Regions from separate parts of the Bos taurus genome. Here region 1 is linked to region 2. A link is a contact called in public Hi-C data. All regions are on one chromosome and are shown on one strand. The core of a region is the stretch at or near the end of the contact, and the rest is flanking DNA. Distances in the headings are between cores, read along the strand shown. Region 1 overlaps CPSF4L (cleavage and polyadenylation specific factor 4 like). Region 2 overlaps SDK2 (sidekick cell adhesion molecule 2).

Evidence for each region. A called contact is a pair of places that touch in the nucleus more often than the background predicts.
Region 1: a contact with region 2 is called in a Hi-C map of liver, with 5 times the contacts expected there. The contact joins two enhancer-like sites. A contact is called at or near these places in 5 of 11 Hi-C or Micro-C datasets (8-cell embryo, blastocyst, liver and 2 more).

Annotation. Positions count from the first base shown.
Region 1 is chr19:58,072,139-58,075,569 of ARS-UCD2.0, forward strand. It overlaps CPSF4L (cleavage and polyadenylation specific factor 4 like), which reads left to right. Exons shown (of 11, transcript XM_024981165.2): 5 at 1-18; 6 at 1,592-1,617; 7 at 1,619-1,721. Among named protein-coding and RNA genes, the nearest start is that of CPSF4L, 7.5 kb to the left of the region's middle. Within about 2 kb of position 1,998, at least 21 of the 102 cell types and tissues checked have an H3K27ac peak or open chromatin away from gene starts, as enhancers often do. A contact at or near this core is called in liver and skeletal muscle, where this site is marked.
Region 2 is chr19:57,991,649-57,995,360 of ARS-UCD2.0, forward strand. SDK2 (sidekick cell adhesion molecule 2) reads left to right here. Exons shown (of 44, transcript XM_024981092.2): 38 at 434-595; 39 at 3,315-3,440. Among named protein-coding and RNA genes, the nearest start is that of CDC42EP4, 62 kb to the right of the region's middle. Within about 2 kb of position 2,418, at least 35 of the 102 cell types and tissues checked have an H3K27ac peak or open chromatin away from gene starts, as enhancers often do. A contact at or near this core is called in liver and skeletal muscle, where this site is marked.

The DNA of each region.
Region 1 (3,431 bases), core at 748-3,247, 80 kb after region 2:
AAGGGCTCTGTGAAAAAGGCGAGTGGGCAGAGGTGAGGGCTGGCAGGCTCACCTTGGCCCGGACTGGGGTGCTGGATTTGCACGTGAGGAAGGGGAGGTGGGAAGGGGCATGAGTTCATTCTCAGGGCAAAGGGCAAGTGGGTGGGGCCATCAAGGGGGCTACCCGCCACCTCCCAGGGATGTCCCTGACTTCATAGCACCCGTTAGGGCAGGCACGGCTGCCTGCAAGGAGACAGTCCCTTCTTTCTGCCCAGCTGTAGGTGGGAGTGTTTGTGGGTGTCAAGTGTGTGCTCCCAGGAGGCCCCTGAGTTCTTAATTTTCCCCTGGCCAGGAGAGGGACTTCCTTCCTGCCCCTCTGAGTTAATCTGGGACCTGTTTAGTGGCCCCCTCCATTCCTGTGTCCTAAGAAAGTTCAGGCTGCAGTCTCAGAAACTTATGTCTCCCCCTCCCCAAAGGGGCCCAACTGTGCGCTCTTCCAAACCTCTCTCCCCCATTGCAGACATTCTGTGAACGGGGGCTGACATAAATCAGGGGTTCCCGTCTTCTGGCTTCTGAACCACTCATGGGCTCTTCCTGTAGAAATCCAGTTGCCCCCAGAAGTCTTGCCTCCAATTTGGGGGTCTCCAGTTCCCCTCTAGAGTTAGGTTGAGAAACCTGGAATGAGTTTAGGACCTGCTTTTAGGATCCAAGTGATTCTGTTCCGGGGAAGCTGGGAGGCCAGGAGGGGCCCAGGCAGGGGACCGGGAGCCCGTGTGGCCACGTGACTAGTTCATGTTTGGGGCAGCCCTGGACAGTGGGGTGAGGAGGAGCAATGAACTGGTTGGTCACTCCAGGCTTTGAATCCTCAGCTTGGTCCATCCAGTCTCTAGAGCAGGGTTTCACAGAGATACCCTCTTGCAAAGAAAGAAAAGTGTTCTTAGGTCTGGAAGGTCAGAGCCAGGTGAGCCAATGGCCAGAGGTGGAGAGTAAGACCATCAGAAGGAACACCTCCCGAAAACGCTACCATAGAGTTGGATCAGCACAACACCAGTCCTGTTTAGAAACTGAGGGGTATCCTGTTTAGAAACTGAGGGGTGTCCTTCCTGACGGCAAGACCGCCTGAACTAAGACGACAAAGAGCGAAATAGAACCTTTCCATTTCCTTCTGAATTGTTACAAGGTTGGCTCTCACGTCACCACGTTAGATCTCCGGAATCAGGAAACATAGCATTTGTATTATTTTTTAAGACATGAGTTCCGCAGGCCCTTAACGAGTTCTTCCTTTGTGCTGGGACCTTGCTGGGTTGGGGGCCTGGAGGGACCAGGGCTGGAAACCAACACCCCCCCTCCCACCCCTGCATGGTCAGGCTGGAGGGGATGGGGTGTGATGGGTGCTTTGGGAGGTGTCTGCCCTGGGGGGGCATTCTTGGGGTTCAAGAAGGGCCCGAGCATCACGTCGGGCAGAGAGGGCTGGGGGCTGTCTGTTAAGACGTCTCTGGCCCCCAGTTCCAGCCTCCACGAGGGGAATGGATGGCGGTACCTCCTGCTAGGGCTGAGCTGGGCCCAGGCTCTGGGTGCGTGGGGCCCCCATCCAGGTGCTCTGGGTCCCCAGGGAAGCTGTGCCCGTTCCGGCACGACCAGGGGCGAGAAGCCAGTGGTGTGCAAGAAGGGCGACCAGTGCAAGTTCCTGCACCAGTATGACGTGGCCAGGATGCCCGAGTGCCACTTCTCCTTCAAGTCTGGTGGGCGATGCCCCTTCCTGCGCTGCCCCCCGCCCTGAGGCAGGGGAAGGAAGTTTGGGAAGGGCCCCCAAAGGAGGTCTCGAGCGTCCCAGGTGGCAGGCCAGGCCACCCTACTTCTCCAACCCCTCTAGAAAAATCGGACCTGTCTTCTGAGCCCCGATCCACTGCCTTGCCAGGCTCAGGCTCACGAAGCCCGTCCTCCCCACCCCCGCCCTGCCCTGCCCCAGGGAAGGGGAGGGTGGGGCGGGAATCAAAGGCCGAATTGTTACCCTGCCCCGTCCGGCTAATCACACAGCCAGACGGGCTGTCTGGAAAGGAGGCGGTCTCTGGAGCCCCAGGGAGTGTCGGAGCCAGTGTTTCCCAAACAGCCCGCACTTTCACGATGGGGCTGGACGCACCTGCCCCATCGCCGCGCCCCATCACCGCCTCTTTCAACCGTCTCGCTATTTTTCACTTCCTTTAGAAGAAAGCTTTACATCGCTTCCCTAAACGGAAAACTAGCATCACTGATTGGGGGCTTCTCTCCTAGCTCCGTCAGTAAAGAATCCCCCTGCAGTGCAGGAGACCCAGGTTTGTTTCCTGGGTCGGGAAGATCCCCTGGAGAAGGAAACAGCAACCCACTCCAGTGTTCTTGCCTGGGAAATCCCACGGACAGAGGAGTCTACAGTCCATGGGGCCGCAAAGAGTCAGACCCAACTGAGCGACTAGACTGCCTCAGCATCACTGATGAGCAGCAGAGGGTCACCGTGAAGGGGCCGTCATGAGCTTCATAAGTTCGGCCCCCTGCAGAGACCTTGTGTGACCCTCGCGTCCCCTCCCTCTGACTCCAGTCTTTCTCTTGCCATCGAGGGGCCAGGCAGGGGGAAGCCACTGCCTCCTTTAAGAACGGGATCTGTGCGTATGTTTCAGGTCTTAGCTTTCCCGATAAACTTTTACAGTTCACTGCTTTTCAGAGCTGGAAGAAGCTTTAAGGATTATCTAGTCCAGTGGTTTTCAAACTGTATTCTGAAGAGGGACTCGGAGGGGGGCGGGCCAGCCTCCAGGGACACCTCTGAGCCAGGCAGCTGGGCTTTGAGACGTCAGTGGGGCTGCGGGCAGCTGTCCCTCATTAGTGTTGATGGGGTGGGGGGGAGTCCTGGGTATCCAGGAAGAAGGCGTCCCCCTCAGGGTCAGCAAGAGCTTCCCTCGGGCTCAATCCTGTTTCCTGCCCCTCCCGGCCAGTGGTGGCAGTTCATGAGGGCTGCCAGCTTGTGCGTCCCTTGTAGGAAAGGACCGAGTTTATCCGGAGCCTGGCCCCTCCTTGGTCATAAGTTAAAACGACACTTTATTCTTTTAATTAACCTTGCCTGGTTTCCTTCGGGGAATGGGGGCCGTGCTGGGCATGGATTTGGGAACAGGACCAGGTCCCTGTCTGCCCTCGCGCAATCCCCAGCGTGAGGGCGTGTGTGGACACCAGGGTTGTGATGTGTAAGCCAGGTTTTTTCTTTTTTGGCTCTTGGAGTGAATGAATGAATGTCTCTATTAGATATACTGTGCTTATCAAAGTGTAATTATTGGTCTTACTGGAAGGAATGGTTTTACTTAAAAACTATTGTTGGGGAGATGTAGCAGCGGGAAAGGGCCGCTGAAAGGAGGTAGGAAGCGGGGGTCCTGGCCCTGCAAGTGGACGAGTGCCCGTCCCAGAGGTACCAGCCGGGGCGGGCCGGCCGA
Region 2 (3,712 bases), core at 1,168-3,667:
TGAGGTTGTCCTGGGCTGTGGGTACAGCCACACATGTGTCCCCTCCAGCTCCGGATGGCGGTGTCTTTACAGAAGCACTTCCTGAAAGATGGTCCTTGGAATGTGATTTCTAAGGGATGGGATGTGGGGGAACCAATGTGTGAGGTACGATGGTTAAATTAAACGAGATAGTTGATTTTTCCCTCCAGATGCTAAAGGACACTATAGTTTTTCACTCCGCAGACCAGCAGGCAGCATAAATGTATATATTCTTGAGGACAGGCTACAGGACTCTGTTCTGAGAACGGTCTTGGAAACACTCCATGTGGTCAAGGGTGCCGGTCCCAGCCTGACTCCAGGGGGTGCAGCCCCTGGCCAGCGCTGACCATTCCCTCCCCGACAGCCTCCCCCACCAGGGCCTGTGGCTCTCACAGGCCACATGCTTCCTCCCCAGGGGTCAGTAAGATCGTGACGGTGGACGTGAAGGGCAGCAGCCCCCTGTGGCTGAAGGTGAAGGACCTGGCGGAGGGGATGACCTACAGGTTCCGCATCAGAGCCAAGACCTTCACCTACGGGCCTGAGATTGAAGCCAACGTCACCACGGGCCCTGGAGAAGGTAAGGGAGCCTTGGGTGGGCCTGGGGGCAGCTGTCCCCACACGCGGCCCCCCAGGTCAGAAAGGGGCATCCAGAGCGTGCCTGGGGGTGCAGAGTTGAGTAAGACGGGGTCTCTGGTGGAGCTCTCAGGCCCACGAGGACTTCAAGGCAGTACCATGGGGTGGGCCTGGGGGGAAGGATGGGGGAGGACAAGGGGGCACTTAAAGGGGGGACATCCCTGATGGTCCAGCGGCTAAGACCCCTCGCTCCCAGTGCAGCGGGTTCTATCCCTGTCAGGGAACTAGATCTCAGAGGCCCCCACCTGAGGGTCCATATGCTGCAGCTAAGATCAAAATCCTGCCTGCCGCAACGAAGACCCATTGAAGCCATATAAATTAATTAACAATAATTTTTTAAATTTAAAAATGAAATAAACAAAGGCGGCAATTCCAGAACACCTCATGGGGTGCGGCATTTAGATGGATGCGTGGGAAGAGAGACCAGCATTCCACAGGATTCTGATGGCAGCTGAGGCGGTGGGTGGGGGGGTGGCCAGCTGTGAGGGAGGGCCAGCCGGGATGCAGGGGTCACCTGTGTCATCAGAGCGTGTCTCAAGGAGACACTGATGTCAGAACCCCTGGGGTTCTCGTGATAACGCTGATTCCTGGGGCCCAAGTTAGGCAGCATCCCTGAGCGTCCCTGGGATGTGCATTTGAACAAAAGAGCCCAATTGCTCTCTGGTACCTGCTGTGAGAACCAGGGCTCTGGGGGTCTGCAGGCATGGGACCGGGTCCAGGGAGGCCTGCCGGCCGCATGCCCCCTAGACAGGGGACAGAGGGGCAGCGTTAGGGGGCAGGCCAGGCCCTGTGCACTGGGCCCCGGGTGACGGGGAGCACTGGGGACCAGGAAGGAAAGAGTAGCTTAGTTTGGACTTTGTGACCCTCCCTGGAGTCGTCCTCAGGCTGGGGGAACTCTTCTTCTTGAGGCTGAGGCTTAACCCCCCAGGGCCTCTTTCATGCAGGATGTCCTCTCCTGATGTAGATGTTGCCTCGCAGACTCTCTGCATTCCTGTCCCCCTGCCCCCACCGAGAATGTACACAGCCCCACCAGGCTCCCCCTGAAGCCCCTCCTCCCCATCCTCCTTGCCCACCTCCCTGAGCTGGGAGGTGCTGACCCGGCCGGGCGGCCTCTGCTGCCCAGTGGGAGCAGGTTCCAGGCGGCCACCCTACACTTTCTTACTGGGTGCTTTCTCCCCACCTCTGGTTCTGAAGAAGGGCAGGCTGGCTCCCAAGGCTCCCAGGGTTGGAACACAGCCTGCAGGGCCGCAGCAGGCAGCTTGCCAGGGAGCTGCCCTCCCCCTGCCCTCCACCTGCCCCCAGGCCCTCCCCGGGCAGGCGGGCGCCTCTCACCTGAGCCGCTTCCCAGGGAAACAAAAGCAGGAAGGGAGCTGGCAGGAGACCAGGAGGACAGAGCAGGGGCGGGGGGCCTGGAGAGGCCTGCCTGGAGAACACGGTGTTCTAACCTGAGCCCAGAAGTGTCGGGGTTTGGGGGAGCGGGGAGGAAGTGCGGAGGAGTGGGGAGGGGCTCTGAGAAAGCTTCGCACTGCGCCCACTGGAGGAGGGGTCAGTGGACGTGCAGCCCGGCACCCTCTTCCCTCCAGGCCAGCTCCGCGGGCAGGCTGGAAGCTTCTAGTCTGGAGACAGCTCCACTCCGCCCTAGGTTCTGCCCTGGAGAGAATGAGAGCCCGGGGTGCTGGGAGCCCCGCCCCACCGCTCACACCCGCCTGGGCAGCATCCCACACCCGCCAGCCCTCCACCTTTGCCCTGGGCTGTGGGCAGGATGCTGGTGCGGGAAGGGAGGAAGGAAGGAAGGAAGGCAGGCAGGCAGGCTCTGAGGCCCTCCGAGGCCATGGGCAGGGCTGGGCCGTGGGCCACCAGGCTCAGGAGGTGAGCCCCTCGCCTGCCTGCCGTCTGGCCGGTCACCTCCCTCAGGGCCTGGAGGCGCTTCAGTCTGAAGCTGGGCTCTCGGCTCCTTCCCCCAAGGCGTCCACAGGGGCCCCGGGCCAGCCTGCCGCCCACACCCCGCTGCCTGGTACTGTCCCGTCCCGCAGGCATGGAGGAAGCACCTGCTGTGTCCAGGCTCCCAGGAGGTGGGGCTCCAGGCGCATGGGGATCAGCAGGCCGGGGCCCTGGGGGCCCTGGGAGCCAGCACGGCAGGGCCCCCGGACAGGAAGGGGCTCAGGACGCTCTGTGGACACAGCAGGCTCGCTCAGTCCTCTGCCTACAGACCAAGCTCCTCCCTCCTGCTCTGGGCCCTGGGGTTGGCCCCCCCAGCGGCCCCTGAGGCACCTGTCACCCCAGAGAGCCCGTCCCAGGGGCAGGGCTGGGTCCTTCCTCCCTCCTCATGGTGGCAGGGGCCCCGGATCCTCCTGCGGCCTCGGCCTCCTCTCTGGCCTTGCCCTTAGAGGCAGTGCAGCTGGGGGCCTTTGTGGCATCTCCCTACATCCTCTCCTGGAAGGCAGGGGCTGTGGGTGACCTGGCGGAGAGTAAGTCGGGTCCTTCAGGCCTGGCCGGGACACGCTCCTCGGGGGCATGGCACGTGGAGGGGTTCCGGACACCCTGGCCGGGGTTTTGTACTCGGGTCCTCACGCTGGAGCTCAGGGAGATGGGTGGGGCACATGGCCCCGCTCTGGGGCATCCCCTTGCTCACCGTGTGTGTGTGTGTGTGTGTGTGTGTACAGGTGCCCCCGGCCCGCCTGGAGTGCCCATCATTGTGCGGTACAGCTCGGCCATTGCTATTCACTGGTCCAGTGGAGACCCAGGCAAAGGGCCCATCACCCGCTACGTCCTCGAGGCTCGGCCTTCAGGTACGTTCACCCGGGCTGAGGCGGCTGGGGGTCATCGCATGACAGGGTGCTTGTGCTCTGCCAGGGAGAAGCGAGGAGGGCCCCTGTGGCGAGTGGGACACGGGACTCGCACCCTAGTTAAGGCTCACCCTGGAGGCCCTGGAGAACAGGGTTTATCGCCGGGTGAGGACCAGCTCGAGTCGGGGGGGTCATCCAAGAAGCCAGAGGAACGAAGGTTTGGGCCCCTGTTGGCTAAACGCCCACTGCCTCCACGTGACCCCACTGACCAAAGC